Linked DNA regions of Anas platyrhynchos: region 2 is linked to region 1. A link is a contact called in public Hi-C data. All regions are on one chromosome and are shown on one strand. The core of a region is the stretch at or near the end of the contact, and the rest is flanking DNA. Distances in the headings are between cores, read along the strand shown.

Region 1 (6,009 bases), core at 3,333-5,832:
GTTGTCCTCTTTTTGTTTTAAAAGTCATATACAAATTTTTTTTCCTTGCTGTGTACCCCCCTCCTCCCCTCCCCAAGAATCACCTTTACAAGGAGCCAAATCGACATTCATCCGTGTACTTGGGTGGCAGAGAGGAGGAGGGGGGCGGGAGAGACATCCCCCCTTACCAAAGTACATCAAAATGGCTGGTTTGGACATGAAAAGCAGTGTCAAGAAATTGGTTTAAATTTCATCTGTACTACACACAGGAAAAGAAAGATAGAAAAGAAAAAGGAGTCGGCTTGGAGAATGAAGCTACGTTACAAGTTAAAGTTGGAGGGTTTTTTTTTTTTAGTGCGTCTGTCACACTCTTATTGGCCGCCTAGAATACTGTTGTACAATGGTTTATCTACCTTTTTTATTACAATATAATTTACTTAAATTTTCTGTTAACAAAACAGAATCCCGGTACTACAGACCAGCGGTGTAACAGGCGTAGTGCCTTGTGTGTGTTTTTATTTTTATCGCATGAGCACTCTAGATGGTAAAGGTTTCAGAGTTCGTTTTATGCGGGGCCAGTCTCAGTCCTCAATGTACTCCCACAGGTCCTTCTCGTAGCCTTCATGCACGTGCTGCAACAAAACCCTTCGTCGACTCTCGCAGTATCTGCAGCAAAGGGGGACAGCACAGAAAAGACAGGTTAGGAGGCACAGCTCATCCCAGGCATTGAGTAATGCAAACCTACATTAAGCCTTGCTTCCAAAGGGGAGATCCCCAGAGAAGGGCTTTGTATCTGTAGCCAGTTAACAGCACTAATTAAGACTTCAGCTACTCCAGTCACTCACTTCAGGTCCCTAGGTGGAAAACCATGCAAATTTATAGTTTCCTGTGCAAAAGTATCCCCAAAGCCCCTAGAACTGAGAAATCTGCTTTGATAACTGAAAAATGAGGAAGGGGTGGCTGCAATTTGCAGAAGCTAGAGCACAGGTTAGTGGTGACACCTGCAACAGGAGGGAACTCTCCTCAAAGGTGTGCTGATGCCTGCTCACTGAGCTGTATATACACAATTCCAGGAGCTAGCTGGGCAAAACCCTGGAATGCTGACCCTGTTTTACTCCCCTCCAAAATCCCTGTAGAGATGGAAGTGGTAGAGCATTGAGAGATGGCTACAAAAAGGGCACTGGCCTGGCTGGAGGGCAGGTCTCACCCCACAGCTCCTGCGCCTCAGAGGGGCGCTATGCCCTGCAAGGTCTTCCCACCTACACACTTAAACTGACAAAGCTGCAAATAAAGCTGATCCCAGAGTTAGGTACAGTCCTACCAGGATCAATGATAGTGAGGAAAAGGGATATCATAGGAACATATCAAAAGATGCCATGTTCATTTCAGGTGCGTTAGCCAACTAAAAAGATAAAAGCAGAGAAACGTTTAAAATATTCAGGTTCCAAAAGCAAATTATAAATAAGCAGCAGGCAATTCTGGACTAAACCCCTTCCAGTGGAGCATGTCCCTCTGCTCACTAAAAGGAGCTGCCCAGCAGAGGCACAGGAGGAGCCCCCCAGCACAGTGCAGGAGACCCTAACAGAAAGCTATCCAAGCATAGCACATGCCAACACGTAGGCAGGAGTGCAAGTACATCATAGCAGCCTGAACTCAAATGTTTAATGCCCTAATACTGTTAGCATTCAGTATCAGATCAGATCAACAGATTTATCTGAATAAAACTGTTCTGGCTCTTCTCCCTGCCATCAGCTGTTGCAACACACGTCCTCGTACACCAAGTCCCACTGATTTTTACAAAGCATGCAATAAAGAACATGCACGATAACTGCTTTCCCAACTTCAGTTATTTTGTTGTCGATGAGAGGGTCAATTCTGTTTTCTAGAAATATCTTTGCAAGCTAGGAAATCAGTTTCCCAGTCTTTTAAACCCCATCTGACCACCTTGATAACATCCTTGGTCTCAATCTTGCATCACTGTAACCAGTACACAAAGAGCACTGCGCAGGACATGATTAAGACATGACTGAACTAGTTAATTAGGGACCTGCACAGGCTTGACAGATGCATACTGTTTTCCCAGAAACTTGAAGGCAGACTGAGGATATATGTTGTCAGGCAATTCAACCTATACAATTTTTAATTTCTTCTGGATAGCTGTAGCCATCCCTAGAAGGGCATCCAGTTTCACAGAAACAAAGCAAACAGCTGCTTGAGCTGAGGTTCCAACTTAGCGGCCATTTTAAAGGCTAAGTTACAAAACTTATCCAAAGAGGAAGTCTGAAAGCCTTGTCCAGTCCCAGCCCTGCTGCCAGACCCTTTGGCAAAATTGGCCACAGGCCCACTGTGAGTTAATGGCTGCTTCTTCCACTCCCCAGCATTCCTTAATCACTAAAGCTTACCCTACTTGGGCATTTATTTTTTTTTTTTGCCCCCAACCTAGACACGACAAGTTTAGCGACTTTGGCAAAATGCCTCAAAAAAATGCAAGCCATAATCCTGTGACTCATCCACATTTACAGCTTTGAAATTTTCCACTGTGCAGAAGCGATTCCCCAGGGACCGTAAAAAGCACTGGCATTTCTGTCACCTGGGCCCCACTTCTGCTCCCTTTCAGGGCTGAAGAGGTTACTCTCTCCTTCTTCTTCAGTACAGCTTTTTTGCACCCACTTTTTGCTCGGGGGACACACTGTGCAAGCAAGACAATGAGAAGAGCTGTCTGCTTTCTTATGGCAATGCAACCTAGGCCAAAGTTGTTGGTTGGGAACAACAAAGTCACTCCTTGTTTTCCTTTGGCAGGTCCTGGCCACTCCCCAGTGCTCCTTCTCTGTAGCGCATGAAGAGCCTTTGCTTTTGGTCACAAGATTTTTCTGTTCAGGGCTTGAACCTTCTAGCTACTGCTCAGCAGAGCAGATGCAAAGAAGAGCTAGGAGCCACCTCCCCTGAGGGCTGGTCCCAGCAGGGGCACAAAAACACACTGCCAGCAGCTGTGAAGCCCCCTGCACGAGGGCTTCACTGCCAGCAATTTCAGGCTCTGGCACAGGACACTGCTGTTCTGAGATGCCCAGGGACAGGCTGATGATCACAATGTATGGCAGAGGGCCAACAGCAAACAGCTTCCCAGGGACATGACTCTGGAGAAAACAGTAACTTGGCAAATACATGCTGCTACCCACCACAGGAGAAGGCATTACAGGTGCTAGAGCAGCTTTGAGATACGAGGATTTTTCAGAAACAAACCTGTACTTATCCTGTACTTTCTGCTTTATGTCTTGCAGCGAATCTTGGGAGATATCTCGCTCAAGGTACCCAGAAAGCACCTCTGTAGCATTCTCTAAGTCTGCTTGGTTATTCTGCAAAGACAAAAAAAAAAGTGTTTTTAGATGGAAGGGAAGATTTTTCTGTCAATCCAACCAAAGTAAAAAAAAAAGAACAGGGTGAGATATAAACCATGTAACACTGCAGTAACCTGCTCTGAGCACTGTGACTGAAAAAGCAGAAACTTCATTTGATCAGAAGAGAACCGTTACATCTCCCAGCAAGCCCTATTCCTCCCTCGATCTGCAATATCCTGGCAAGTCTAAGGAATCTTTTCCTTACTACTACATTGCAGTACAAGCCAAATGGTCTCCCATTATGCCCTTAAGTCTATTTCCACACCCCCCCCCAGCATTGGCACAGCTGTACTGACTCCTGGTACATACAGCTTTGACTACTGTTCAGTAGTTTGGTGCACCCTGACCACACAGCCCAGAAGCCTTATGCTTAAGTTCTGCACATAGACCAGTGAAGGATTGCTGTAAACCTTAAACAGTCAATACAGCTTCACGGGTGAAACAGACTGTGTAGGTTGTCAAGAGCAATTTTAATGGTAGTGCCCTTGCAAAAAAGTCAGCACCAGGGAAAGGCAAAACACTGGCGTTAAGTTTAATGCATTCTTTTGCCAGTTCAAGCCAGAACCCCAATACTTTTTTTTTTTTTCCCCTCAGAGTGCAGCAACAAGTAGCAGTATTTCATCCTCCAGCAGAGGATCTACAAAATGCCTAGCAGGGCATTTACAGACAACAATATTTAGAACGACTCACTTCTGTACAACTGGGGACAACAGCTTCTCCAAGCGCTACACCCCTATGCCACTTATCTTTGTGATCTGAACTCCTGACAATCATGTTTTCTCCTACCTCAAAGATAATGGACTGATTATTCTTTTTGAGGTAGAAGGCAAAGACGTAAGTGTACATGAGTGTGGCACGACACTGGCAGAGGACGTCGACTGCTTTCTTCAGGAACTGCACCTCGATCCATGACATGTTGTGCTGCTGCATCTCCTCCATTTTCTGCTTCACCTGAGCATAGAGCTTGTGCTCAAAGCGCAGGCTCTGCATGTGGTTCATATAGCGGTTGCAGTAGAATAGGTACCTCTGCAGGGCTGCTCTGGATCGCTGTGTTAATTCCCATTAGGGAAAAAGAGAACAAATAGTTAAAACAAAGTAATGGCTGCAAGAGAAGTAAGCCCTTCACAAAGCTCTTCCTGACCCTGAGAATGAGCTTCCTTTCCAAAGGTGTTTCCTCTCCTCACACGTTGGCCAGATTCAGACGGCGCCACTTTGTGCGGCACTGTTAACCCTGACATTGTGCACAGAGGAGAGGCCAGACCCTCTGCAGCTCCCTGTCATGCAGGGGACTTCCTAGCACAGCTGCAGCATCCTCACTCCCAACCTTGAAAGTAATTGAAATCACATTGCTGAAGCCTAAAGCTTTTTTGTTTTAATTTCAGCCTCCCCTCTCAAGTTACAAGGACCTAAATGCTTCCAGTGTCATAACAGACAGCCAGGAGCAGATTTTCCTTTTTTGGCTAATAAAGAATTCTAATTAAACAATTATTGTGCTTGTGTTAAGAGGGCAACCTTAGGTTGCCTAGGCATGTCGATTACAGAGCAGGGGAAAGACGCGATGTGCTAAGTAGCACAAGAGAACCAAGATGACTCAATACACAGCCATTAATCTTATTTTCTTCTCACTGACAGATCAGCTGAAAACAAGGACAACATGGGCATGGTTAAACTTGCAGAGTGGATGTACAAAGGTAGCACACGCCAGCCAAAGTCATCCCGATCTGCAGGAGGAGGGGCTGCAGGAAATACTTTGGTTCTTGGCTGTAACGGTACTTTGACAGAGATGCAGGAAATGGATTTCTGCAAGCTGCAGCACACAGCGTGCAATCCCTCCCCATTAAAAGAGACTTTGGCTCTGCTAGCCATATTCACAAAGCAGTTCAAGGTAGCTGCAGCTTCACTCCCAATTTCTACTTCTGTCAGGCCTCCAAGTATAGGTATTGGAACAACTGAAGTCTACTCTATTTACATTCAAAAGGTCTGCTGTGTTTAAACTCCTCGGGATTAGCACTAAGAACTTTGCAGTGAAGAGCATTTTCCAAAGGGCGTTGGGATTGCTGTCTCAGACCCACAGCATTATGACGACTTCATGCAGGAGCTGCTATAAAACAGGCAAGGCAGCATGACAGATAACAACTGAGTTAACAAGTTCTCTACGCTGCACTGAAGTGATTTTGAACCTTCCCCCCACCCAGCGCAAGGCAAGAATTCAAAGCTGCTGGTGAACATAACTGTCTTTTGGCTTCGTGCCCAAATCCAGGAAATTCCTCGCGGCTGGTTTACAGGTTTACAGAAAGCCTAAAAGCATGCACAGAGCTGCGGAGCTCCCTCACCGCCAAAGGTTATGGACTCACCTCCTGTGCATCCCTTGCTGCCTTTGCATCATCCTCGTTGTAACGATTGCAGTTGTACCTGTAACGGGGACACCGATGCCACAGAGTTCAATTCAAAACTCGATGCAGGTTCTCTCGTGGCTGCCTCGCCTTCCCACCACGCTTCTGAACTCACCAGGCAGATCCATGGGGCTCCCAGGGGCCCAGACACACCCAGCAGAACTCAGCTTTGCAGTTCTGGTTCCGACAGACCATGTGGTTGCAGCCCCCGTCCTTCTCGATGGTGACATGGCATTTTGGGC
Region 2 (6,264 bases), core at 418-2,917, 39 kb after region 1:
GCTTAAGCACCTGGTTAAACCACTGCAGCACTCAACAGGCAGTTCTGCTGCCTCAGAAGGATGCTGCCAGCAGACCTGTGAAGAAGGCAGAAACTGGAATTCACCCCAGGAGGAAATCAGTCCAGTACCATACGACCATGCACAATGGTTATGAAACCCTTTTTTTTTTTTTAATGTCAGTTTTACAAAACAAAAACATTCCACGTGTTCTTCTCAAAGAAACCAACCCATCACTTCATTCCCAAAGATCTGCTACTCTGCGTTAAAAATCTGTATACTAGAACAGAACTGACTGAAAAACGCCTATCCCACAAGGTACCTGCACCAAAGTCCTTCCTGGAAGAGTATCCTGCAGTATTTCTGTGATGTCAAAAGACTGGATTTTTCTGGGAGAAAAAAAAAAAATCCAGTGAAGAAGTAACAATACCGTGACATACTTCAAGTGTGCAGCAGAAGTCAGGCAGAGCAGATGAGAACATTTTCCTGACACCCATGGCAGCGACGCACGCCAGGAAGGGCAAATTCCTGACAACTTGTGCTTGCTTTCCCGTAGACAATTTCTATAGCAGATCTGCCTCTGGGCTCAAACATGTGCCAAGAAAACAATAACAACTAATTGATTTTCTGGATTAAGCGCTGCAAGTTCTCTGGAACGGTCTCTGGTATCTCCAACTGCCCTTTCCTGGTCTCAACAGTTCTTCCAGATGATGATTATGAAAGAACGAGTGAGCTGCCTTCAGACAGCATGCAAGCAGAGGATCAGAACCAAGCAATAGTCAACTCAAATACGTCTCAAACCGTCAGGGAATCTGGTTCCTGATAAAAGCAGGTGGAAGACAATGGGGAATATCTATACCATCACGGCATGCTCACACAGACAGATGAGAGCTTTATCACAGGAGAAAGAGAATCCAACCAAATTGTGCCTGCCTTGAGCCCACTGCCTTCATGTTGACTCCTCTAAAATCAATCATTTCCACAGATATCCTGAGCACACCTTCACCCCAAAGGATGCTGCTGGCACAAACATGGCTCTTCTGTCCCGGCAGCTGTTGCAGTGCTTGGTTACACGGCGCTTTGCTCTTCCGAGAAGAAGTTTGAACAAAAGGACAGGCTAACCCCCTTAGCAAAAGGCAGAGCTCCTGGGTTCAGAGGTGCTTGCAGGGGAAATGCTCTCTGCTCCAACATCTTGAAGTACCACACCTGTGCAGCCCGTGCCCTGAATCCAGGCTTCCTCTTCAGAACATTGCAATTAACATTTTCCAACAGAGAAGGTACACAATGAGCAGAAAACGGTAGGGCAAAATAACTTCAATGAGCAGCATTCGAGTAGCACTCAAAAATCAATCACTTAAAAATCTACCACGAAAGCTAAACAAATCCCACCCCAATACAAGACCACCTCTCACTGCAGCGGCCAGGTTATCTCAAGTAAGTTTTGAGACAGGGCCACAGGTGGCACACAGCCGCTCAGCCTGTCAGACAATGTGACTGATGACACACACGGACTCGGCAGAAGAATGTTTAGCCAGAGGCACTTCGCAAGCAAATTTTTAGGGAGAAATCCTTAACGTCCTTCCATCTTATCTTCCTTCCCCAGGTCTGGGTTTGGTGAGCATCCAAAAGTTCCATATCTCTCCCCTCCAGCCCTTATTGCTTCCGATGGCGTCCCCTGCTCAAGGCAGGGCACACTTTTAGTCAGTGGGCAGAGAGGAGCCTTCGCCGCTTACCAGGACAGCAACATGCACCGTAATTCTCAAGCAGAAACACTCCTTGGGCTGACTTCATTTCTTCGTGTTGCTGCTGCTGCTGCCACCTTCTCTTTTCCAGCCCTCACCGTGCGTTACCGCCGCAGCAGCTAGCAGAAAGACGGACAGTCTCACCCAGCTGGGACACGAAACAGGAAGAACGTAACCCTCTGAAGTAGCTGCTGGCCAGATGTGGTTTCACACACACGATATCACCTTGAGGAGCAAGTCTCCCCTAGCAGAGCCTACAACCCTCAAGTCGCACAAAAACACAAAATCAAAGTTGGGGACCTTCGTGCTTTTCAACCTGACAGGCCCAGGAAGTCATCGCCGGTGCATCTTGGGGACATAATCTTTGGCAACGTTCTCACCTTGGCAAAAGCTCCGGAGCAGATGTGGTTACGGCATCTATCACTTCCCCCCACAGAAAAGCAGCTCTACCTGCAGAAGCACTATTTTCTGGCAGAAGTTGCATCTGCACCAGGAAAACCTGCCAGCATCCTTTCCCCAACAAGCCTCTTCTAGCTCAGACCACTTCTTACTGATGACTTTGCAGTTTACTTACCACACTCTGCTCATTTAGTTGTACTCAGTTTTATAGCCAGCAAAACGGAGCCCCAGCAACATCCCATTTTACGAGCCAAAACTTCCACTGGAGAGGTGATTTTGCCTGTTTACACCTCAAAACTTTCCTGCACAGAAGCCACCAGTGAAGAAAGGATGTTCTGGAGGCACAAAGAGTTTGGTGATTCCTCTGTTGATGCTCATTTATGCCACTGAATAAGGCACAGTCACACCTGCTCCAACTGCTGCACATCTCCAAGTGCCCCCCCTCCAGTTAGTTCCCTTCTCAGCCACCCCAAAAAGCAACATGGGTCCCTACACCACAATCTCTTCCTAGAAGCATCCTCTGTTAGTACCATGACTGCAAGCCCGCTGAAGGGTCCCTAAGGAACACAGCAAAACCTGGCAGCAACAGCACCGAGCCCTGCACACTCCCATAAGCTACCTACAAAGCACCCACGAGAACTCCTTCAAGCCATGCTGCTGTTAAAAAACAGCACTTGGTGTGTCTCAAAACTGTCCTTATCATTCACATCCAGAGCACACAGCATCCCAGCCAAAAAAGTCAACACCAGAGATAAAAGGCTCTATCCCAAGTAGTGACCCCCAAAGAGGATTATTAACACGAGAAGGCAGATGAGATTCAGAAATTAAAGGCGGCAGGCCAAGAAGCATGTTTTTTGTTGTTGTTGTTTTTTTTTTTTTTTTTTTTTTTTTTTTTACTAATTTCTCAAAATTTATACCAGTTTCTATACAGTTTTCAAACCCATTTGCAATACACAGCACAGATTTCCCATCTGGAAGTAAATTATCTCATTGCTTAAATGCAATAGTTTAAGACCTTATCAAGTTATACTTAATCTTAACTGTCATAGCTAACTAAACTCGCCTTCACTATCAGCTATCTGTCCAACACAAAAATACCTTCAGGTGTTCATTTCACCTCTTAGCAATACAAATAAGGAAGCTTCAAACGCATCACTTTATCAAGTAAGATAAAGCTGAGTATGAGAAGGGTTGTTAGAGCACATGCTAATGCATACATAAAATATGTATGAAATTGAAGAATAAACCCAAGTTGCTCAGAGAGCCTTTCAAGTCATCACAGAAGTATTACTAATTACCCAAACAAGGATGTCAGACATGTTTGTTCATCAGATCTTCATAGTAATTAGAAATTGTTACTTAATCTTCTGTATGCACACACCAGGTGGGATTTTACCCTGAAGACTTCCACTTCACACGAAAACAAATTTCACATTAATAGCACCTATTGGGTTCGTTTATTGAGGAATGCAGAACAGGAACCTGCGTTTTTCATTGTAAGGCAGGGACTCATTGCCTGGGCTTACCAGAACTTGTCAGAGCTCCCAGAAGAGAAATGAAATGCTGACTACATGCTGGAGTGCTCTTCCATCGCTTTATTAAGAAGTTGGTGTTCGTTCTAGCTTTGAAATGCATCGATCAGCGAAGTGCTGTCACTCCCTGTTCTGGAGCCTGAACTTGCGATGCCTCGGGAGATTTCTCCCTAGGCCCCTCAAGACACAGATCTGGCACACACGCTCCCTTCTTGGTCCTCAACTCTTTGTGTTCCAGACCATTCCCTTCCACCTCCCTAGTCTGCAGATCCCAGAGCCTGAACTGGATGTCAATTTTTAAGAGTTAACTTCTTATGTTGTTCCTCCCACAGAGGGAAGCGCAGTGCAGACCGTTTGCTCATGAGAGTTCTCCTATTTTCCCCCCAGTCCCTCTCCACATTTGTTTGCCAGACAAAGGAATGCTGCTTGCATTTTGTGCTTTGTTACACAAGAACACACGCGATCCAAAGTTATCAGCTGCAGAAGGGATTTGCACTTACCACAGCCATGCTGAGCTCTTCCAGAAGTTCTGTACGTGCCCAGAACAGGCCGCAGAAGCTGAGCCTCCAGGTGTTGATACACACACTGAGCGTCTTGGCACTAACACCCAAGGCAGTCAGTTGTATCACCAGCTGACTACTTTCAGGTATAACCATACAAACCTAGTTCTGCATTTTTAGCACGCGTTCTGCACTTCAAGACGACTTGAGCTGTGCCCAAGCAGAATCGCTCAGCAAGGACTCCTACTCTACCCTGCTCACCTGCTGGAAAACAGAGTTCAGGGCTTGCATCCTTCACCTGGCGAAGCAACAAGCAAAACATTATTCTATCAAGCACCGGGGATTTTTCTCAAAATGGTATGAAGGCAATAAGCGAACGAGCAAGCTTTGAATTCCTAGTGTTGGAGACTACCTCCCTCCAGCTCCCAAATTCTTCAAATTACAAAGCAATCAAAGCTGGGTCTTTTGTAAATTGCCATGCACCCTCTCTCCACAAGAAAAGGCACGTTCATGATGTCCCAGAACATAGAGGAAACCTCAAACCCTCAAAAAATTGAGCAAGTCATACAAAAAAAAAATTCTCCTTTATATTTTAGCCTTTATGTTTCAGCCACAATCACTTTCACTGCACACCTGGTTTTGAAGCAAGACAGCCAAGACAGGCTCCTTGCACCACCTCTCTCAGTGTTTCCCCATCTCTGGAAATCGGAAGCACCACATCATGCTCTAGGATGTAAAAGTTATAAATGAGGAAGGTAAAAACCCCAGAATGTTTTTAAAAAGGCTGAAAGGAAGGAACTGAACATGCTAGCATGAGCACGAGGGCACCATCAGCGGTTCAAAAAAAGGCCACAAAGCAGAGCTTTGGGTAGGCACGCAGGCTACCACCCCAGTTCTCCTAGCTCGTGGCCACAAGCCACCCGCTCACGGGGCTCTCCTTTGTTCCCACCAGCTCTCCAGCACTGCCTAAAAGACCTGGCGACACCAGGGGTGCTGCCAAAAGGGACCCCGATGCCACCACACTTGCACGAGGCAAGCCAGTGTGCTCAGAGGCAGGTGCCTAAGCTACAAGAAGCATTTTTTTCTCCTGAAAAAAAAAAAAAAAGTCTCTAAATGGCTTACTAGCTTCCTCCTTGTCCCAAACAACTTACATGCTGTTAAAAATACCTGCCTAAGACTTGGAATTTGAAATTATTCCGGGCATTTGCAGATCTCAGCCTCTGCAAACAGAGGAAAGGCTCGGTGCAGCTAGCTGTGTGAACCACTGTACTCGCACAGCACTCTTACTACCCTGAATACCAAAACCAATTACTCAGCGTTACTATGCCATGTAAACAAGGGACCTCTTTTGAAAGAGTGTCTGTAGTCATAAGGACATTTCAAATTCTAAAAGGCTCTGATTTGTGAAGCACAAACACTGCTGAACTAAGTTACAGATGAAACTCGGCTTCTTAGGAAGCCTTCAATGGCAGTTCTCAATGCATTCATTTAAGCCAGTATTTCCATCACAGCTCGAGATCAAAAGCTAAAAAGCAAACTGAGGAATCAAATATGAGCCAGGCAAAGATGTTCAACTTCCCCAACCAAAAAATATCTGGGATGGTGCAGATTGAAGTATCAGCGGATTTTCCATCATCAGATTACAACCCACAGTTTTTGCTCCAGCTCAGAGTTGGTCACTTCACGCCCGAGCCTCCTGCAGTACCCTACATGAGCTCCTTTATCAAACACGCAGGCATCTGTATTCCGGGCTGCACTCAGATGCACCATTTGGCATCACCAAGCAGCTACGAACCTGCCGTGTGCATTTTACAATAAACAAGACTGCAATTTTCCTGCAATTGCAGAAGCCAGAGCAACTTCGTGATGTTCAGCAGCGTTACACACCTATAGACAGAAAAAAAGTCTCCCAACCTCCATGGATGCCAAACAACACAGGTAACACAGCCACAAGCAAGACAAAATATCACTTCCAATATTTTTAGATCCCTCCAGAGGACTGAAAACACAACCCAGAACAGATAAGGTGCAGACTGAATGACACGGACGGGGCTTTCATTATAAGAAGAGCACAGTTCAGAGTTCAGCGAGAGC

What was found. Hi-C and Micro-C count contacts between places; a contact is called where the count stands out from the background.
Region 2: a Hi-C map of subcutaneous adipose tissue shows a contact between it and region 1, with 1.7 times the contacts expected there. The contact joins two enhancer-like sites. A contact is called at or near these places in 3 of 8 Hi-C or Micro-C datasets (skeletal muscle, small yellow follicle and subcutaneous adipose tissue).

What each region holds. Positions count from the first base shown.
Region 1 is chr11:13,511,954-13,517,962 of IASCAAS_PekinDuck_T2T, forward strand. ARIH1 (ariadne RBR E3 ubiquitin protein ligase 1) reads right to left here. Exons shown (of 14, transcript XM_027466213.3): 10 at 5,883-6,009; 11 at 5,729-5,786; 12 at 4,161-4,421; 13 at 3,220-3,332; 14 at 1-645. The coding sequence ends at 561. Among named protein-coding and RNA genes, the nearest start is that of BBS4, 4.6 kb to the left of the region's middle. Within about 2 kb of position 4,583, at least 1 of the 8 cell types and tissues checked has an H3K27ac peak or open chromatin away from gene starts, as enhancers often do. A contact at or near this core is called in subcutaneous adipose tissue, where this site is marked.
Region 2 is chr11:13,553,729-13,559,992 of IASCAAS_PekinDuck_T2T, forward strand. The region is part of intron 1 of ARIH1 (ariadne RBR E3 ubiquitin protein ligase 1); the gene reads right to left. Among named protein-coding and RNA genes, the nearest start is that of ARIH1, 9.4 kb to the right of the region's middle. Within about 2 kb of position 1,668, at least 3 of the 8 cell types and tissues checked have an H3K27ac peak or open chromatin away from gene starts, as enhancers often do. A contact at or near this core is called in subcutaneous adipose tissue, where this site is marked.